Linked DNA regions of Hordeum vulgare: region 2 is linked to region 1. The links are chromatin contacts, called in public Hi-C maps. All regions are on one chromosome and are shown on one strand. The core of a region is the stretch at or near the end of the contact, and the rest is flanking DNA. Distances in the headings are between cores, read along the strand shown.

Evidence for each region. Hi-C and Micro-C count contacts between places; a contact is called where the count stands out from the background.
Region 2: a Hi-C map of leaf shows a contact between it and region 1, with 2.4 times the contacts expected there. The contact joins the promoter of LOC123425875 here to the enhancer-like site in region 1. A contact is called at or near these places in 2 of 6 Hi-C or Micro-C datasets (leaf and seedling).

The regions. Positions count from the first base shown.
Region 1 is chr2H:208,044,159-208,049,912 of MorexV3_pseudomolecules_assembly, forward strand. No RefSeq gene overlaps it. Among protein-coding and RNA genes, the nearest start is that of LOC123429936, 290 kb to the right of the region's middle. Within about 2 kb of position 3,308, at least 2 of the 3 cell types and tissues checked have open chromatin away from gene starts, as enhancers often do. A contact at or near this core is called in leaf, where this site is marked.
Region 2 is chr2H:208,687,423-208,693,176 of MorexV3_pseudomolecules_assembly, forward strand. It overlaps LOC123425875 (protein disulfide isomerase-like 5-4), which reads left to right and starts at 2,290. Exons shown (of 16, transcript XM_045109623.1): 1 at 2,290-2,364; 2 at 2,462-2,564; 3 at 2,951-3,041; 4 at 3,646-3,740; 5 at 4,383-4,440; 6 at 5,470-5,654. The coding sequence starts at 2,524.

The sequences.
Region 1 (5,754 bases), core at 2,058-4,557:
TGGCAGGGCTCGGAGTGTTATCACCAAGCTTGCAGAAGATAGCATAAAGTTGAAGAATAACCTGACTGATCTGGAGTGTACAATAAGTACGATGAAGCAAGAAAGAATCAATCACATGCAACAGATGAAAGCAAGAGACAAGAAGGAACTAGCATGTGTAGTTGTAGTAGTCGCATTAGACATCTTCTATGCATTGTTTGCCATGATGATTAGGGGTTTTGTCTGAGTTACAAGCTACATCAATAAGCATGCTTGGTTTCTTCAACTATGTGCCCTGTCGAGCACACAATTTAGAACAACAAACCGCACATGTTGTCTAGAATTATCACACACAATTCTGATTACCTACTTGTTTGTGGAGTACCACACATGCCTTGTTATGCCAAACCGTTTGTGTTCTTTCGGATCAGCGCAAACAGTTCATCTGAGTGACATGTATGCCGTATACTACACACATGTGGATCTGCGTAACTGCTTGCATTATGTTGGATCTACGCAAACTGTTCTACGTTGTCAACTATATGTCGAACATCCCACACACGTGTTTTTTAAACCTTTTGTGTTATTTTTTCCTCATCACAAACAGTTCGTAAATAATAGTTGTTTGCCTCATATCGAACACGCAACTCTTTTCTGAATCGTATTTGATGGATCCAACATCGCACACAGTTCGTGTCATTGACGACGGAGCTTGAACTATACCGGTTGTGATTTATGAATCACACACAGTTTCGTCAAAAGGTCTGTGATCGTAGTGTCGCGTTTGCAGCATCCTGCAGTAGTGGTAAGAGCTAAAATTTGAATGGGCAAGTTCCAACACTTCTGTCATGAATGCATATACTCTCTTATGAATAGACTATTATTTTCATAAATATACTCAAGTAGACGTTGGACATTTTACAATACACGATAAACCTTTTCGAAATTCAGACTAAACATCTTCTAAATGTATCTTCATATTTTAGATACACATTGAACATTTTCCATATACATGTTATACAATAGTTATATGTGTGACAAATGCATGATCAACAATTCTTTAAATACATGACAAACATTTTTATTTACACGAGCATCTGAAACAATATGTAATTTTTAATCATATATATAACTTATGAATGAACGGGCAATTTTTATAACTGCATAATCATTTTGGGAAAATAAAATCTTGAAATTATATTTACAGACAAAATACGTGAACAGTTGTTTGTGTTGTATGGATATTGAAAATGCACAAGCATTTAATAAAATACATGAATGCCCTTTTAATCAACTAATTTAAAAATATGATTCATGTAAACAGTTGTTTTGCAATACGAGTACAAATTTCCTTATAATTAAGTATGTTTCAAGAAGAAGCCTATAATAATTTTTAACTTTACCTATAATAAAACACATACTGCTTCTGGTCGTATATCATTTAAATTATCCTCTAAGTTGATAAAAATTACCCACTATATCATCCATAAAAAAAAGTTCGTTATGCTACATGGACCATTTAATATAGCTTATTTAGCTCAAAATATAGCTTATTTAGATTGTTGCCTCATAATGAACGCAAGCATATAGGTAGTCCGTTGTCGAACTCCTTACTACAGCACTACGGTACGTGAGTTCGACCCAAGCAGCACCCTTTTTTTTGTGTGTGTAAATTCAAATGCTTTTTAAAACATTCATATATTTCAACTTTTTTTGTGTGTAAATTCAAATGCTTTTTAAAACATTCATATATTTCAAACCCTAACTTGAAATCTAACATGTTATATATGAAAACTGCTCAGAAAAATGTGAAGATTTAAAATATGCTATTATTTTGCATGTTACTAATTTTTAGGATGAATTTTATGGTGCAATATTAATTAATACCATCTCTATATTGGTTTTTTTTAAATGCCTATTATACATGTTTCCTGTTTCATTTAACTTGAGTAGATAATGTGGCTTAATGCTCTCATAAAAGATTCATATTCTAAATGTTGCAATAGGTACATAGTCATGATATTTCCCATCGTGCACAATAACCAGCGAATATACGATGATGTACACTAAACCATTGATATGAGCTTTATGTAAATAAGTGGCTTAATGTTGACCTTCATATTTTTTGAACTTGTGCCCACAATGATTTTTAAAAACACATTGGGTACACTTCAAAAATCATGCAATTATTACGTTTTTACATAACACTACTTATCATGTTGTTTGTTGTGTGATGGTTACAAAGGATTTGCAATAAGGGTGTGCTTTTTTTTCTTTCATTGTAACGCACGGGACATGTTTGCTAGTAACAAGTAAAACTATAAATGTGATAAATACCAGTTGAAAATACGACGAAACAAAATGGAATCTTATCTAGTCTCAATGGCGTCGTCTACAGTTCTTTTCGTACACAGGGGAGCTCCTATGTCGCGCTTTCAGCGTCACTTGGGAAAGAGACACCAATAGCGTCCCTCCTCATGGGATGGCCCATGTAATGTGAGGTTGACCATTATAAAAAGTAAAAAAAATCTGAAAAAAGAAAAACATTGAAAGAATTCGTGAATTCAAAAATATTCACAGATTTTGGAAAAAGATTAATACAAACTTTAAAAAAAGTTCACGAATTTTCAAAAAAAAGTTCATCAAATATTACAAAGAGTTCACTGAAAATTGAAAAATATGTTCGTCATTTTAGAAAAAAGTTCAACGCTATGGAAAAAATTCATTGATTTTTAACAAATGAAAAAAACATCATCCAATTTGGAAAAAACTATTATAAATAAAAAAAGATCCTTCAATTTAAAAAAGTTCACAGAAATTCGGAAAAAATCTCATGTATTTTTTATAAAAGTTCATCAATATCAAAAAGAAATTCAAAGATCAGGAATAAAAGTTCATAAAATTTTAAAACATCATTTAGTTTGAAGAAAAATCAATAAATATGAGAAAAGTTTATAAAAATTCAAGAAAAATTCATGTAGTTTTAAGAAAAATTTACCAAATTCAAAAAAGTTTATCGCTTAGAAAAAGAAATAATATATTTGCGGACACTTCATCAAACAAGTGTAAAAAAAAGATGAAAATAAGCAAGCAAAAAAGGGAAACAAAAGAAAAGGGAAAAAGAATGAATAAATGATGTATTGGTTAAAATATTAGCACAATCATGCTCATTGATAGGATGGTTACACCAGGAACCTTCGACCGGGAGGTCACAGGTTCTCTTTTTCTCTCTTTTTATTTAGAAGCAAAAAAAGCAAAATGGGTCGAGCCCAAGTAGGCGCGTCCTGCAGGCGCCCGTTTGCAAACGGGCGCATTTGCGCCAAGTAGGGATTGCCTGCATACAGAGCCTACCTTTTTTCATCTTCCACTTAAGCGGGCTGGCCCATATGTTCCCTTCTCCCTTTTCAACGGTTTATTTTTGGGTTAGTTACATAGATTCCTTGGGTCGGGTTTATTTCTGGTTCTCATTTTTTTTCCTTTTTGTTGTGTTTTCCATTTTATTATATTTTTTAATTTATGGTAATTTTAAAATATGGGATTTTCTTAATAATTGTAAACTTCTAAAAATTTATGAGCATTATTCAAATTCATGAACTTTTCTGAATTCACAAACTTATTTCGAAACCCTTGAAATGTTTACAAAATCATGAGCATATGTCAAAATAATGAACTTTGTTTTTAAAAATTTCAAACTTCTCTCCCATATGCTAACTTTCTGCCCAAATAACTAAACATTTTAAAAACATTGATTTGCTTTCAATTTCATAATTTTTTTTCAGTATCACAAATACATTTTACATACGTACACTTCCTGACATTCTTTTTCTTTTAATTCATAATTTTTGTAAATTTTGGACTTTTCTATTCCGTAATTTTGTCTTTTCAAATTCATGAACTCCCTTTTCAAATTTATGAATGTATTTTTTCAAATTTATGAACTTCTCAATAACTTTTTATTATTTCATATTTGTGAACTTTTTGAGATTTCACATTTCTTGGGAATCAACTTTTTTGAAAATTTGTACAAAAAAAAAAATCAAAGTCCCTGATCTCTTTTGAAATTCGTGATTTTGTTAGTTCCATGTTTTTCGGGAAGTCAACGGTCGGTGATTCCACTTGTTAGCAAGTTAATGGTTCAATCGTTAGCCGTAGGACTATTTAACTTACTGGGGAGCGATAGAACCATGTAGGCCCTGAAACCACAATAGTTTATGATAATCTGGATTATGAAGATAGATTATATAATCTGGTTTATAAAAATAATTTAGATGAACATGTTTGAAGTTCAGATTATATAAAATGTAATCCAGGTTTTACATTGCATAATGACCTGCCTATCCTGTGTTTTTAAAAAAGAGGAGGGTGGTGGTGGTAAAAATGTATCTATCTCTAACTTTATAAAGGTAATGGGTCATTAGCAATCCATAATTTAATTTTAGCTGGGGTAAAATAGATTGTGAGTTTTTAATAATCTGTCCATCTAGTTTTTATCTACACCATAATATGTATTGTTTAGAGACATAATAAATTATAAAAATTAGATTATATAATCTGAGTGATTGCAAACATGACCGTAGCTGTGAGTATCGAGCGCCTAACATTCTTTCTTTAAGATGCAATCGGCTAGCTCATAAGACGAGCAAGCGAGGGACGAAACTTATTTGTGCAGCAACCATTGCGTCGCGTGCCTGTTGCGAGGGCAATGGGTGCTTAACGCGGAAAAATCCTATACAGCGTACAATGTGTCAGGTCATTGATTTTTTTAGCACAAAGAGGGACGGACAAACAATGTTGATCAGTCTTATTTACCATCAGCGAGAGTGGCACATGACCGGTTCTAGGATCCCTCTGTAGGGTCCCTGGCTAGTTTTGGCAATCTTCTAGAAAGTTCATAAGTTCATAATCATTGGTTATTTAGTTTTTTTTTCAGAAATATTCAGGAGTTCAAATAATTTTTGAACATTTTAAAAATGATGTATTTACAAAAAAGTATCATATTCCCAAAATTGTTCATGTTTTCAAATTTTATTCGTAATATCAAAACCATGTGTTTTTAAAAAACAAAATTGGAATTTCAAAAGACGTTCTCGCCTTTCAACAATAGTTAGCAATTTCGTATATTGTTCCCATTATTTATTTATTTAAAAAAATCATTTGAAATGTTTGTGTCCGCAAATATTATTTAGGGTTTAAAAAATTGATGAATAATCATGAGGTCGCCCAGTTTTTAGATTTTTGTTTTCCGCTCGCTATAGAACCAAGAAATAGTCCACCAACAAGGCTAGTTAAGTATGCATTGCGAGTCTATTTGTCGCAAAATGCTGCGGGTAGGAGTTGATTACGAGCTCGCGAAAATATAAACTGAATTAGCATGGTCTAAAAACAATAGAAGCAAAGCGGTCAGCGAAGAAGGGCCCAAATTTCCACTTATTTTTCAATGCTTTTTTTTAATGAGTACTTCTTAGTTACTAAAAAAAATCTGTGAATGCATTCTTTGAACATAGCATATTTCTTTAAAGGGTGTGAATACTTTTAAAAAATACACGATTATGATTCAAAATATGCGATGACATTTTTGGACGCAAAATATTTTTTGAGTCTTACATGATGAACGCTTTTTAAATACATGGACAAACATATTTTAATACAAAACTAATAATTTTTAATAAAAATATCTTGATATTTTATAAAATGTTTTTCAGTTTATAAATAAAAAGCTGTACCATTTGAGTTTTACCATTCAACAAAAAATCTTCACATTTTTAAAAATTGTTT
Region 2 (5,754 bases), core at 1,040-3,539, 640 kb after region 1:
TTTGAATGGATTTGTTCTTGAGTGTTTCCTCTTGTGATTTCTCCCTGTTCCTCCCTGTGCTCTTTGTGTTCTTCGAGGTCCCCCCCTTCAATTCGTGAAAGATGAACATCTAGGGGTTCCACCCCATATCACCATACCCGGTTGGGTGCAGCCGTGCAGGTAATACTTGTGGGTACAAATACCCATCTCGTCCACCTCACCCAATTCACCACAAGCACCAGGGAATCTACCCCCCTTGAAGGTGTCTGGAGGCGTAAGGGCATGGGGCGGGGGGGGGGGGGGGGTAGGCGAAGGCGAAGGCAAAGGCGTCGACGCCTGATAACCACTCCCATCTGTGACATTTTTCTTCAAATTCCTCCCTATCTATCAGAGTTGCACGGAGGAGGGGATCCGTTCTAGAGTGACGCCTCCTCAACATCCTCTTGGTCGCTCTCCATGTGCTTGTCAACTCGAGGCATGTAGAGGCGTGACAGAGAAGGTGCTACGACCATCTCGTGGTGATCGCGTGGAGGAGACGAGGCGACAAGCAGAGAGTTGTCGGAGGAGAGGACCTGGTCACAAGAGGAAACATAGGTGCAAGGAGGAGACGAGGAGATGAGGGAAATGACCCATTGCGTCACTTCACGTAGGTAGTGGCGACTGCTCGCGGGGGTAGCGTGTGGTGCTTCCCAACTAGGGTTGAAGTGAGAGTGAGATGGGGGAGGCAAGGCTTGTGTGGTATGGCAACACATGATGAGATAAGGGGAGGGGATTTGGGGCCGAGGTTGGCAGTTGAGTTAGACTAGGGTAAAACAGCTAGGTCTTATTCCCTTTTAGTGAATGACATACCTACCAGTAGGAATGAATTGGTACAAAGGTATGCGAGTACGCGGGTATGCGTATTGGTGCAGAATTTTCCAATTTATAAATCAATAGGTATTTATTTTTTTCAAATCCTTGCCCTAATAGAGTTTTTACCTCTCAATTTGCGGGTAGCAGATCAGACAACAACCGAATAAGAGGTACCCGCCATAAACAGATCCAACGCAGACTAATAACCGAATATAAGCCACGACAATGACAACTCTAACCAACACAGGAGACAACACGCATATGTGTAACAAAAAACACTACAGAAAAGGTGACCCCGAACGCGCCCCCAACCAACAGGTCATGGACCCCAAGGCCGTTGGCACGGTAAGGAACAACCCAACCCGATCGAAGAGGGGTAAAGTCGCCCGACAGGAATCAGCATGAGGCACGCGTGGATGCCCTTAGGTATAGTTGGCCAAATGGGCCGGGCTAAACGCCCACCCGCGAGCACGCCGACACGACCCGCCATGGCCAGGCACAACATGACCTAAATGGACCGTGCCGGGCATGCAACCCGTCTCAGGCCATGCGTGGGCTTGAAGGCTGGACACGTGGACCGGCACGACATGACCCATTTACTTATATATATATATATATATATATATATATATATATATATATATATATATATATATATATATAATAGCCCAACAGGCCAAAAAAAATCTAAAATCGGCCCTGGCATGCCGAGGGACTGGTCCGTATAGCTTCCGTGTCATGCGTGGGGGTGGAAGCTGCGCACGTGTGCCGACCCGGTTAATATTCATGTTTGGACAAGCCGTACCGTGCCTGGCCCGTTTACAGTCGGGCCATGCCTTGCCGTGTCGGGCCGGCCCATTTGGCCAGGTGTATACTCGAGCATACTTCATAGGAGTAATGCCAACTTTTAGACATGTCTTAGGTTAAACATCAACTACCGTATTGATTTGAATTTTTAAATTATAAACTTAATTTTTTATGCATACATTATTGCCCAGGAGTACTTTTAAATTTAATTGTTTTATTGGGTTTTATAGGAGAACATATATGCAATATACACTATGGTTAGCATTACATTTACTCAGCGCTGTAAATACTACTACCTCCATCACAGTTTATAAGGCACGCACGTGTACCTAGGTCGTCAATTTGACTTATATAAAATATATTGTTTAACATAAAAATTATATCCTTATAAAATATAACATCTAAAGTTTCTAATGATATATTTTTTGTAATATATGACTCTTATTAAGTTGGTTAAATTAACGACCTAGATACACGTGTCGGACTTATAAACTGAAACGAAGGGAAGGGAGTAGGACCAATTAACTTTCCAGGATACAGGGCATTTATTTTTTGAGATCAGGATAGGGCGATATTAATTTTCTAAGATTTTTTCGACACGAATTAATTTTCTAAGTTGACACGGCATACATAAAAGGAAAGCAATAGGTAGATGGATACTACGTATCCGTGGCTGGACGCAATTAACATCGAAGGCAAAGGCAGCCGTACTCTGGACTCCGGGAGGTAGGAGGCGGTGAGATCCGCGGGCACACCTTTCTACACGACGAAAAGAAGAGACCTCCCCACATAAATCTCACCTCTTTCCTCCCCCTCCCTCCAGATCTCTCCGCACCGGCAGATCCGACCCCCCGGCGCGCTGCCACGCCGTCATCATCGGCAGCCATGATCTCCTCGAGCAAGCTGAAGTCCGTCGACTTCTACAGGTACCATTCGCCTCCCTTCTGATCTCCAGATTAGCGGCGGGATTCGGTGAATGCGGGGTTTGGTTCCGTCGGATTACTATCTGTATTGGGGGATTGACTACGAATTGATGTTTTTAGTTCGAGTGCGGATACTCGGCAGTAATGATTTACTTGTCTTTTCGTAGAACGGAGTGATTAACTCGGTCTGTTTCTGGAGAATTGTACCGTAGATGATTTATTTACGAACTTCGTAGTACCGAAGATGCAAAATTTACAGTATGGTGTAATGGTGGTCGGTGGGGGGCGTGTGACCTTTTTGCTGGCATTGTCCAGGTGCTGTTTCTGAGTTTCTACTGAAGTGGTAACGTATTGAGATATTCTTTTTGGTGTGTGTTGGCTGTCTGCAGGAAAATTCCTAGGGATTTGACGGAGGCATCACTATCTGGCGCTGGATTATCCATATTTGCAGCACTAGCAATGGTGTTTTTGTTTGGAATGGTCAGTACTCAGTTTCTGTTCTGTTATCAACTATACTGTACTCATTGTCAGGTTACATTATCTACCTTAGTTGGTTCCAGTCTATGTAGCACAAAAATAAGTAACATGGCTGTTGTCATGTTCGATTTGCTTTGCAGATTACACTTAAGAACACAACCATAAGGAAAAGAGCATTGCCCTTAGTTTATGTGAATAATCGGTCTGCTACTATTTGGTTTGCTGTAGTACTTAATTGCTACACCATTTCACGTTATGTAGTCCGAAATAACCCTTTAAAATGAACTTTTCAAATTGATCATTAGAGCATCAACATGGACTAGATTATGGAAGCAACTATGATCATGAGGACTTGAGACTATTTGTTCACTGAATTGTCAATTGTTTTGCGTGAATTGAAACTGGCAGTGTGATGACATCACATGGTCTACTAGTTTCTCTGGAACCAATGTATTGCTTGGGTCCTCATTGGCTAAGCATTGCAATTCCTGCACTTGCTAGCAATTTTGAATAATGTTTACATGATCTCGTATTCTTGATCTTTAAATTTGTATTGCAATATATGATAAAGTTACTTTCATCTGAAGCTGTTAAATTGTTGTTGCAGGAGTTGAGTAGTTACTTAGCAGTCAATACCACCACATCTGTAATTGTTGACAGGAGTTCAGATGGGGAGTTCCTAAGGATAGATTTTAACTTGAGGTGAATTTGGTAGCATTTCATGAGCATTATTGAATACATAGTTTAAACCTGAGTCTTTATGTTTCATCAATAATTTTGCTATCTGTTGCTCTTTGTTTTGCCGAAACTTCATGGAAATTGTCTTCCACCTAATGCATGTCTACTCTTCTAAAACTAATGACTTGCTATTGTTATTTAGCTGTTACCAGTGCGCAGTTTATATATGCAGCACAAGACATGTCATTGTGTGTTTCTTGATGTTTTTACTCTTCTCTGAATTCTGTCAAGAAGCATCTGATGTGTACTTAGGTTAATAATCTTGCCATCAGCTAGTTTTCCAAATCCAACCATTTTTGTTTTGTTCCTAGCATAATAGGTTTATGGCATCCATTATTATCTTTTTTCCTCCTAGTCTCCTTATGCATCTGAGGTCTGTTATTGGAACTGGTGCTCCATGTTTTTGGAAAAATTTCAAGCACTAGATAGATATTCGTTTGTTCGTTTCCACACCATAATTCGCAGTAAGAGCTATACACTAGCCTAGCCGTTTGTTTGGAGTTCAGATTAATATTTTTTGTTTTTGATGGGATGACTTTGTTAATGATAAGCAGCAAACATTATTATTCTCTTGATTGTTCACTATGTGGCTTCTGCATTTTGCAGCTTTCCTGCGCTTTCATGTGAATTTGCATCAGTTGATGTCAGTGATGTGCTGGGAACAGTAAGATTCGATCTCTTCCTATGATACTTTATATGTTCTCTTCTAGTTTAAAAAATGCGACATCATATATAATGCATCTTCCATTTTGTATGAATAACCTAAAACGTGGAAACAGAATCGGGTCTTATGCTTTCCGTAATATTTTTGTTGAGTACCATATTACGTTACATGTGAGAATCATTTTACACTATTTATGTGTTGGAAAATATCATCTTCACGCGGTGTACTTTAAAACTCCTGGTTATGAAAATCATCGCAATTAACCCTCTTGCAACAGTGGCCTATGTAGCAGCTAAGTATGCCGATTTGCCACCGGTCAGTTACAAAAGCTCCCAAGACGATAGAAGGTCTCACATGTGAACCAAACACTTGCCTAGACATAAATCAGAGAAACCTAAATTATATTATCTTTTTTGGCTTCCTCCTACAATCATCATATCTCTCCCCCTCCCCCCCCCCCCCCTCTCTCTCCAACCAGACCTCGTCATAGCTGGCCCCAAGCTGCTAACCCGGCTGCTTCCATTGCACCCGTCACTAAAGCACCAAACGGAAGAACACAAAAATTACTCTCCCTGCAGAAGAGAGTTGAGGGACCAGAATGGGTATTTCCCTTAAATGTAAGCTCAAGGTTTACAAGTCGATGAGTCATTCCCAGGTTGAGACTCATAGACTAAGCGTGAGTAATCGACACTAGTCAACACTGAAGTTGCGACTCATAGACTAGTCGACACTGAAGTGTAGTCGGCCCTGGAGTTGAGACTCATAGACTAGTCTACAGACTAGTCTTGACTAGTCCTTGGACTCATACATGTGTAAGCTACACATATTTTTTACACCAACCATAAAATCATGAAATGGGCGAGTGCCTCCATTTTTTGAAGTTGATTTTGTGCCAAAAAGTAGGGGACCTATGTGAACTTTGTACATATGGAATCATTTCCTGTTTTTTTTTCCTTGCTTTTCATAGCACTCATTTTTTTTTTCTTTTATACTAGTTTAACCTTAGTTTCCTGTTCAAAACATATGCAGAACAGACTAAACATAACGAAAACTGTTCGCAAGTTTTCAATTGATCGGAATTTAGTACCTACTGGATCTGAGTTCCACGCTGGACCTATACCCACTGTCAACAAACATGGAGATGATGTTGAAGAATACCATGGTGATGGTTCAGTTGCCTTGTCCTCTCGCAATTTTGATAGCTATTCCCACCAGTAAGTATTCAAGTATCTTGTTGAATAGTGAAATGGATTGCCAAAGATATTTTACTGACCAGCATCTAATTGCTAGACATTCATGTGGATATTTAATTAT